Linked DNA regions of Sus scrofa: region 2 is linked to region 1. A link is a contact called in public Hi-C data. All regions are on one chromosome and are shown on one strand. Each heading gives the region's core, a stretch centred on a gene start, on an enhancer-like site or on the middle of the called end of the contact. The rest is flanking DNA. Distances are from core to core; before and after follow the strand shown. Region 1 holds the start of TCF12 (transcription factor 12). Region 2 has its middle 69 kb from the start of TCF12.

Region 1 (4,330 bases), core at 1,008-3,507:
AAAATTCATTGCTGGAAATAATATCCTATTAAAAATGGTACATGCAAAGACTATATTACAGGATGCAAAATAAACTCATGTTATAATATCAAATGACTGACAGATTAAATTCCAGCCTTCCTTTTTTGAGAGTGTATGATACACTCAGTACTATGCTAGGTGCACTGTACAGGCAAATGCATGGCAATCCTAGTCCTCAAGGAGTATTTACTCTAATGAGGAAAATGAAGTATAAAACATTATGGGCCATAATAGATATGAAGAACTTCAAAGGAGGGAGCCCCGTGACTGAAGTTTTGGACAGACATTGATTTCTTCCTCTAAATTAGTTGTAGAAGGATGAGAAGAAACTGGCTTTTTCTCTTGAAAACAGCATAAACCCTTAAGATATGATTACATGGTTTCTCCTTTCCTCAATATTTCTCTTCAGTTTTACCACTTAGCCATAGAATCTTACAATTGGATGGGGCCTTAAAAATTTTAGTCAGACTTCCAATCTTGATATTTAGGTGTTTGCTACAAAAAATGGCTATTGGGCCTATATCCCTTATAACACATTAGTATACAAATAGAACAAAACTCTAATCCTGTTGATTCAATCAATAAAGGGAGATCTGGGTTCAAAAGCTGTTTGATCATAGACTCAAAAACATCACTAAAGATCATATCTTTTTCTGTCTATGCTTTCTCCATGTCTGCTTTATTTTAACCTGGCTGGACCTGGTGGTTGGAAGATGGCTTTCTTGATTTTTGTTTTTCCATACAATATGCTGGTGATATTCCTTCACATTTTTTGGTTGTTTTTGCTCCTGGATTTCTTGAGTACATACAGAAGAAGGAGGTTGCTCTGAAGCGCTCTTGCAACATAAAGCCAACAATCAAAAACTTTCCCTAAAGCTTCAGCACTGGCCCAAATTGTGTCAAGTACATTGCCAACCAACAACTGCAGCAGGGAATGGGACTATGCTGATTTATTTAGGTTGGAGTTTTCCTAATTTACTTCTGCTGGCACCACATTCTCCAGTAAGCAGCCAGGCCATGGATGTGACACCAAGAAGGGGGCTGGGTGTTTACCTAGATAAGGGGGAGTGGATACAGGGGAGCCTAGCACCGGATCTGGCACAAGATACCGGGAGTAGATGTTGACAACGTCATGGAAACCCTTATCCCCAAGCTACAACTGCCTTCTTCCGCTGGATAACTCGGGTTGTAATAAAGCACAGAACTTGCATATTCGCAGTTGGATCTAGCTCCTTGTTTCTATGCACATCTGAGCTCCGATAACTCCTTCTTGCCAGGTTGTTGTCCTTAAAGGACTGACTGCATCCTTCAATTTGTTTCTTTTGATTTGTCTTCTTTCCTCACAGTGTTTCTTTGGCTTGGGTCTCACTGGTTTTCACTGTAGTTGCTGAGTCGGAGAAAACCTTTGATATCCTGATAGGAAGAAATTGAGGTTTAGTTGTCTTCTTTCCTCCGTTTGGGGCTTCTTCAGGTCAAATTCAGAACTTGCAAGGCAGTGGCTATGGTATAGAAACTCCCTGGGCCGTTAAATGAAGGGACTGATCCCATCCATTTCCGAGACCACATCCTGCTGTGCAACTCGGTGGCCTCAAATGGGATTCAGATGGCAAGAGGTGATTGTAGACGTGAGGACCTGAGTGAGTGTAATGTTTGGGAACCTGAAGGCCACGTTGCTTGGCGTGGTTTGAGGGAGATTTCGCCTCTTCTGCATTCCGCTCAGCAACGAATTTGACCACCGTACCTGCTCCAAGAGCCGATCGAGGTGGCCGGTCTCCCTTCTTCAAGCATGCCTCTTCCGCTCGAGTACTCAGCAGCCTCCCGGGGCCTGAGGCTCCAGGCCAGGCCGAGCGCGGCGTCCGGCGTCCAGCGCGGCTCGCTCGGGAACTGCAACATCTCAGGGCTCTGCGGCCTCGGGCTAGGTGGCCTGGGCAGCGGATCCAGATGCGACTGCTGTTGCGTCTCCGCCGCTTCGCTTCGGGGCGGGAAGCAGGAGCAGGACAAGCCGGGGGAGGCGCCACAGTGCCCGAAGCCCGTCTCCACGGGCCCAGACCAGGCATTCTCCACAGGCTGCCCGGCCCTGCCTCGCGGGGTGCCTGCGCTTACCTCCGGCCCCTCCCCGCCGGCGCCAGCTCCGACTCCGGCCCGCCTCACCCCACCGCGGGCTTTGTCCACAGGCTGCGCGGCGGCCCCTCCCCGTTCCCGCCGGCTCCTCCCCGCCCCCTCGCTGGCCCCACTTCCTCGGCGCAGGCGGCGGGAGCGGATCGGGGACGAAGGGGTTAACCCGGGGCTCTTCCCGGCGCGGAGGGATCCGAAGCCGAGCCGAGCGTGGTGCTGAGGCCGCCTCAGCGAAAAAAATGTCCGCCTGAGGAGACCCACAAGTTCTATTCGGGGGGACCGTCAGCCCGCCCCGGTAGGAAGGGGCGGCCAGGCCCGAGAGCCGCCTCCCCCGCCCGGATCCGAGAGCTTGCGCGGGGCAAAGTGAGCCGAATCGCCGGGCGGTGCGAGGGGAAGCCCGAGCCCGCACTCCTGGCCAAAGTGAACTTTAATCGGGGTGGTTGGATGCGGAGACGGGGCGGCAGGTAATTACGGGCCGGCGAACGGGAGGGGGACGCCGTGGCGGGGATGGGGGCTGCGGGGCGCCGCCGCGTCCCTGCCAGAGCGGAGGCGCCCCCGGCCCGCGCCGCAACTCCGCGCCCCTTTGTACAGAGGCGAGCCCCGGGTCCTCTGCAAGTTGGGGAGTGGAGTGGGGGCGGAGGCGAGAGTCGCGGACGGCCAGGCCCGCGGGCGGCGCGCTCGGCCTGCGCGCCCCGCTCGGCTGGGCTCCGGGGCGCGCGCAAGAGCGGGCTCTTCGGCTGCCGAGCCAGGCTCATTGTTAGGCAGGTCCGGGGCCGGCCGGCCGCGGGCAGGGCAGCAAAAGTGGGAGGAGGCCGAGCCGGGGGAGGAGGACGCCGGCCGAGAGCGAGACTAGTTGTCGGTGTTTCTGTTTTCTTTTTAAAAACGCTCCTCCGATGCGCCGGGGGTGCTTTCCGACCCCCTGGGCCCGCCGGGGACGTCCGGGCGGCGGCGGCCGCAAACGCGGGCCTTCGAGCGGCGCATTCCGTGCAACTTGTCAGTTCTATTGTTGCGGATCCAGTGAGTCACTTCGCTGCTCCCCTCGCCGCCGCTCGGCTCGCTGGATGCCCATTCGCCCCTCACCCCGCCCCTCGAGACCCCCGCCCCGGCCAGGCCCCGCGCGCCCGGCACCCGGCGGTGGAGCGGGGTGGGGGGCGCCGGGGAGGGGGCAGGGACGGGCTTGGAAACTTGCGGGAGAGGCGGCGAGTTGCGGGAACCGCAGCGTCGCTCCCGGGCCGCGCCAGGAAACGCGTGGAATCACGGACCGGGCGCGGACGCCGGGCTCTTCTGCCCCCTGCTCTTACAGTGGTGGGGAATGAGAAGGGTATTAGCCCGGTGCTTTTCTTCTTCTCCTACGCCCCTGTCCATCCCCGTAAACACTTTGGGCCTCGGTGCTCTCTTGCTGAGCCTTTTTCCTCTGCCTTAGGACCTACTAGAAGTGGCCCAAGATGAATCCCCAACAGCAGCGCATGGCCGCTATAGGGACCGACAAGGAGCTGAGCGACCTGCTGGACTTCAGTGCGGTATGAGAGCTTTCCGTGGCATCTTGGGGTTCTGCTGAGGTTTACAGAAAAAGAAAGGGGGGGAGAGCGGCTAGGCAGCATTAACTCCATCTGCTTTGAGCAGTAGTTCTCAGGGCTGGAGTCCAGCTCCCCCAAGTTGGACACCTGAACTTTGATGTAATGTCTAGACTTGCAGATTTAAAACTTTAAATGCCAGAGGGGTCATTTGATTTAACCAGTTAAAAGGAGAACAACGTTAATCATGAGCTTTGGTTGAGTCACCCTCTGACCCTGATGATTATTAGGGATTTTGAAAAAAAAATTTGAAAAAAGAAAAAAAAATTTTTTTTCAGCATTCCTAATCAATTTGCCTTACTAAGATGTGCTATAGTTTATGGTACCTGAAAGATGTCAGTTGCAAGAAAGCTAGTAAAGGGCTAGAATTTCCAGCTCTTTAGATAACCATATATATATATATTTGTATACGTATATATGTACCTGTAAGAAGTAAATGCCTATATGTACATTAAAAATGAATACTTAAAAAATCACCTGAAACCAATAGAACCCAATACCTTTATTTCTAATGGTTTGAATTCCTTTATTTAACTGCTGTTAGGTAGGACAAGTATCTGCTTTACTATCTGCTTTATAACACTGTTGTAGTGGATCTTTGCTGTATGTAGTAGTTTCAC
Region 2 (4,330 bases), core at 852-3,351, 69 kb before region 1:
GAGAATGTGTGAAAAAAGGGGGGGTACTGTTAAATATGGTTGCTGTGAATATTGTATTGTAAAAACTATGTGGGAGAGCAATGTTACAATATCAAATGAAGTTGGTGAGCACATAGCCTATGACCTAGCAATTCCTTTTATAAAAATATATCCTCAAAAATTCACATACATGTGCCCAAGGAGATATGAAATAGAATGTTAGCCTGTACCATTGCCTGTACCATTGCTTTTAACAGTAAAGAAAAACTGGAAACAATCTAAATTTCAATAATAGAATTGCAAATAAATAAATGGTGCCATAGTCACAGAATGAAATACTAAATACATATGCACTAAATATATAAAAACCAGGCAGAAAGGATACATGTTAATTTCAGGATAGTGCTTACTTTTGGGCAGAGAGCAATGGAATTGGGCAGTTGGGGGTGTGGTTAAAGTATATCTATCATGTTGAAACAAAACAAAAACCCTGAAGACATTATGGCAAGATGTCAACATTGGTTACATCTGTTAAAAACAATGGGCCTGGCCCAAATGTGCAGTCTGATAAGAAATAATTTCCAGAGTATATTGTTAAGGAAAAAAGCAAGATGGGGAAGAATATGGAGAGTGGATTGCCATGTGTGTAAAAACTAAAAGGGAAAATCAGCATGTTTATGATTAATATTTCTGAATGATACAAATAAACTGACAATGGGGGCCTGTTGGGGGAGCAGACAGGGGACTGGGTTTAGCAGTGGGAAAGAGACCTACTTTATGTGCCTTTTTCTACTATTGGACCGCTTGTACCACTTGCATGTATTTTCTCAAAAGTAAAAAGTTAAAGCAAAAAAAAAAAAAATTGTAATTACAAAGATTTCTACCCCAATAATGTACTTAAAGTCAAAATTACTGTTTTAAGGACCATTTTGCATAAAAATGTAAGTGTATCCTTATGTTTGCCACCTTCCCAAATGACTGATTTTCCAAAGAGTTCTTGATAATAAGTTCCTTATGATCAGTCACCCAGAAATACACGCCCTGCCTTCTGCATCTGCTTTAACTGTGCATCTATTTATATGGGATGACAGATACTTTCCCTAATAAATCTTACCATTTCCCCTGCTAAGGAATCGAGTGCTGACTAAATAGTTGATGACACATGGGAGTTATTCCTAATTTTCCGCACACACTAAGACAAATCAACGCAATGCTGAGTTCATCTGTTATAAACACTAACAGCTTTGGGGTATGTCAGAAAGGTGGGGGTGGGAGTGACGTATAATGAATCCATAGTTTCTAGACTTTCTTACCAGAGACGGCCTGGGGCAATCTGAGACCAAAGTGGGATTTGGAGTTCCTAACCTCAGATGTTTTATTTCCAAGGGCTAATTTACAATCAAGAGAGCCCTGATACTTCCAGATCTAGAATTCCACTACTTTAAATAGTGATCTTTCCTCCTATATTTTGCAGAGTTTTAAAAGCATTAGGTTGTTTAAAGGCTAATTACCTGAGTAGTGATTTTCAAACCTTTCCAAGTAGGACCACTCTAGGAAGCAAAACAATCCAAAATAACTGATTCATGCTGCCTTCCGCTGCCTCAAGCCAGACCCCTAGGGTTAGTGTAAGGTGCGAGGATCTGGTTTATACCACTTTACAGGTGTCACAGAGGCAGAAGAGAGACTCAGGGTAATAGGAAGAAAGAGGAAAGAGGATCAGTCAGTCATCTCTTTTTCAAGTCTTTTCATTTCACAACTTCTTCCTTCCCATGCCTGCTGGTACGCTCCCTCGCCTTGTTTCAGAGCCAAAAGACAGGTCAACTTCACTGCTTCTTATCCAAGTTGGCAGAGGTTGTGGCAGCAGGGTGGTAACTCTGCCCGATGTTCTCAAGCTGCAGTTGGGACATGTCCAACAGCAAAGTCACTCAGTAAACAGTTCTCTGTTTTCTCTTTTCCTTGAGTTGGCTAGAATATCTCTAGGCCCTAACATCGCCCGCTCTTGAATTCAAGACAAGCCCACAGACCAGAAACTTTACAGATCACCCTGTCTTAAAACAGTCTTTTGCTGGATACAAAATACCATCTACAAAACCATGAATGTGCTACATTACTTCAATTTCAAGCCCTATAGGTGTACTTTTGATGCTCTTTTTTTTTTCTATTTTTAGTAATATTCCTGTACTTCACTCAGTTCAATATTCAAGAACTTTATTAAATAACTATTTTTGTGCCTAGCTTTGACCTGAAGTGCACCTGGGTTGGGGAGATTAACAAATATTGTATATAATAGTTCCTTATTTTAATCTTACAAACTAATTGGACAAAGAAGTCAATATATAACAGATGAAGACTAACTCAAGACAAAATATCATTAAACATCAAAAGCAAGGGGTAAATATCAGAGAACTGGAGAAGTTAGGAAAAGCTTTAAGAAAGATGTTGGACTGGAGCTGGGTTTTTAGGGAAGGGTGGAGGTTGGGAAGGGCTTTATAGGTGTAATAAGAGGGTCAAGACCTCAGAGGCTGGACTCAGCAGAGCAGATTATGGGACTGTCAGAGACCAGTCTAATAAAGCAACTCTGATACCTAGAAAACAGGTAAGTAAATAAATAAACAAAACTAAGATGCAGAGATAGATGAATAAATTAGCTAAGAATTACTTATCTTGCTACATATAGACTCCTAAAGATCAACGGGACCTCATGAATCATGTCACCCACCTTCGGCCTTCATTTTACAGATAAAAGCACTAGGGATCAGAGCAGTAAAGCGAATTTACCATATCAGGTAACAAATTAGTCCAGAGCAGAAATTCAACTCCAGGGCTTCTGACTTCCAACACATCACACTCTTCAAACTACAACTCTATTATGTTCAGCTGACTGAAGATCAACTGGGACCAATGATACATCAATAGTAACAATGTGATAAGTTCCAAAATAGAGAAAAACAGAAGCGATAAGCTCATTTTGCATACAGATTATTGGGATATTTCTAAATTTTTCTTTTCTTGAATTGTAGCACTTACTGCATCATATTTCACACCCTTTGTTTGACCTTCAAAGTCTTCCATAACATGGCCCTACCTGGCCTTTCTGACCTTATTTCCCAACATTTCCCACTATACAACCTCCATTCCAGTAAGATATGAACATCCACAATCGCCATCTTTTGCCAGGGTCATTCTCACCTCTAGGATACTGCTCCTGCCATCTTCCCCTTTTCTAAGATTTTTTCCCCCTTTTAACATTTGACATAAAACCCTAAGATCTTCAGCTATCTCAAGTCTTCTCTACATTCCTACTCAGTTCAATGCAACCCAATTAGTTTCAACACAATTTTATGGAGGACCTGCTGAATGCCAGGCACTCTTACCAGGCATTCAGGATTCCAAAATAAGTAAGGCATGGGCTGCCTTCCAGGTGCTAAGAGTTCAGAAAGGGAATGCAGACATTAGAGCAAATCATCAGCACCCAGAATCTAAAAATAGGTACAAAAGACAGCACAACCTAGAGGATAGAAAAGGAAGAGATCTCACTAAGAGCCTGATATCTGAACTAGGTTAGTGGCTAAGTGGGAGTTTATCAGATATACATTCGGGGGAAAGGGAGGAAAGGGCTATTCTAGGCAGAGAAGATAGGATACAGAAATTCACAGTGTTTGGTTACTTTGGTTTTGTTTTGTTTACTAAACCTGGTTTGGGTTTGGTACCAGGATTTGGTTTGCTTTCGAAGCAATGTACAAATAGAAGATAAAGGGGAAACAAGGCAAGAGAGATGGTCAGGGCTCCTCACCAGGGTATAGAAGCTGGACTGCATCCTGTAGATGACGAAGAGCTACCGAAGACAGTTTAAGTGTCAAGAGTTAGGGTTGGTGGCTCAGTGAAATGTGAAGCAGTCAAGTAAAGCTAAATGAAGGAAAGTTCTAGAGATAGACTTTGAAGAACAGGTAAAATTTCAACAGACTGAAATGGAAGTCATTATATCATTAGTGGAAACAGCAAAGTGGCCATTTAAGTGATACCTGATTGTTCAAGTATGTTAATTTTTTTTTCTTCTGAGATGTGTTACCTAAATTCTTCATGGGCAAGGATTATTTTTCAAATTTCCGTTTAATTAGCTCCCAGTAGCTAACACAGCTTTGGATATACAGTGGGCATTTGGTCAATTATCAATGACCTTTTGGGATATGGCAAAAAAGGGAATAAAGAGAAAAGAAAGACCCTCATATTTGTTCATGGCAGGAGCTTGCTTTTATTCCAAAATTTGTTGCTAAGAACAAAAATTCATAAGGTTTTAAAAATCCATATTTGAAATGAAGATGGTGTGTATAATTAAAAGCTTATGGTTGTC

The links. A called contact is a pair of places that touch in the nucleus more often than the background predicts.
Region 2: a contact with region 1 is called in a Hi-C map of skeletal muscle, with 4 times the contacts expected there. The contact joins the enhancer-like site here to the promoter of TCF12 in region 1. A contact is called at or near these places in 5 of 47 Hi-C or Micro-C datasets (embryonic fibroblasts, heart right ventricle, skeletal muscle and 1 more).

Annotation. Positions count from the first base shown.
Region 1 is chr1:115,054,290-115,058,619 of Sscrofa11.1, reverse strand. It overlaps TCF12 (transcription factor 12), which reads left to right and starts at 2,257. Exons shown (of 21, transcript XM_021094696.1): 1 at 2,257-2,600; 2 at 3,560-3,656. The coding sequence starts at 3,582.
Region 2 is chr1:115,122,947-115,127,276 of Sscrofa11.1, reverse strand. No RefSeq gene overlaps it. Among named protein-coding and RNA genes, the nearest start is that of TCF12, 69 kb to the right of the region's middle. Within about 2 kb of position 2,101, at least 7 of the 83 cell types and tissues checked have an H3K27ac peak or open chromatin away from gene starts, as enhancers often do. A contact at or near this core is called in skeletal muscle, where this site is marked.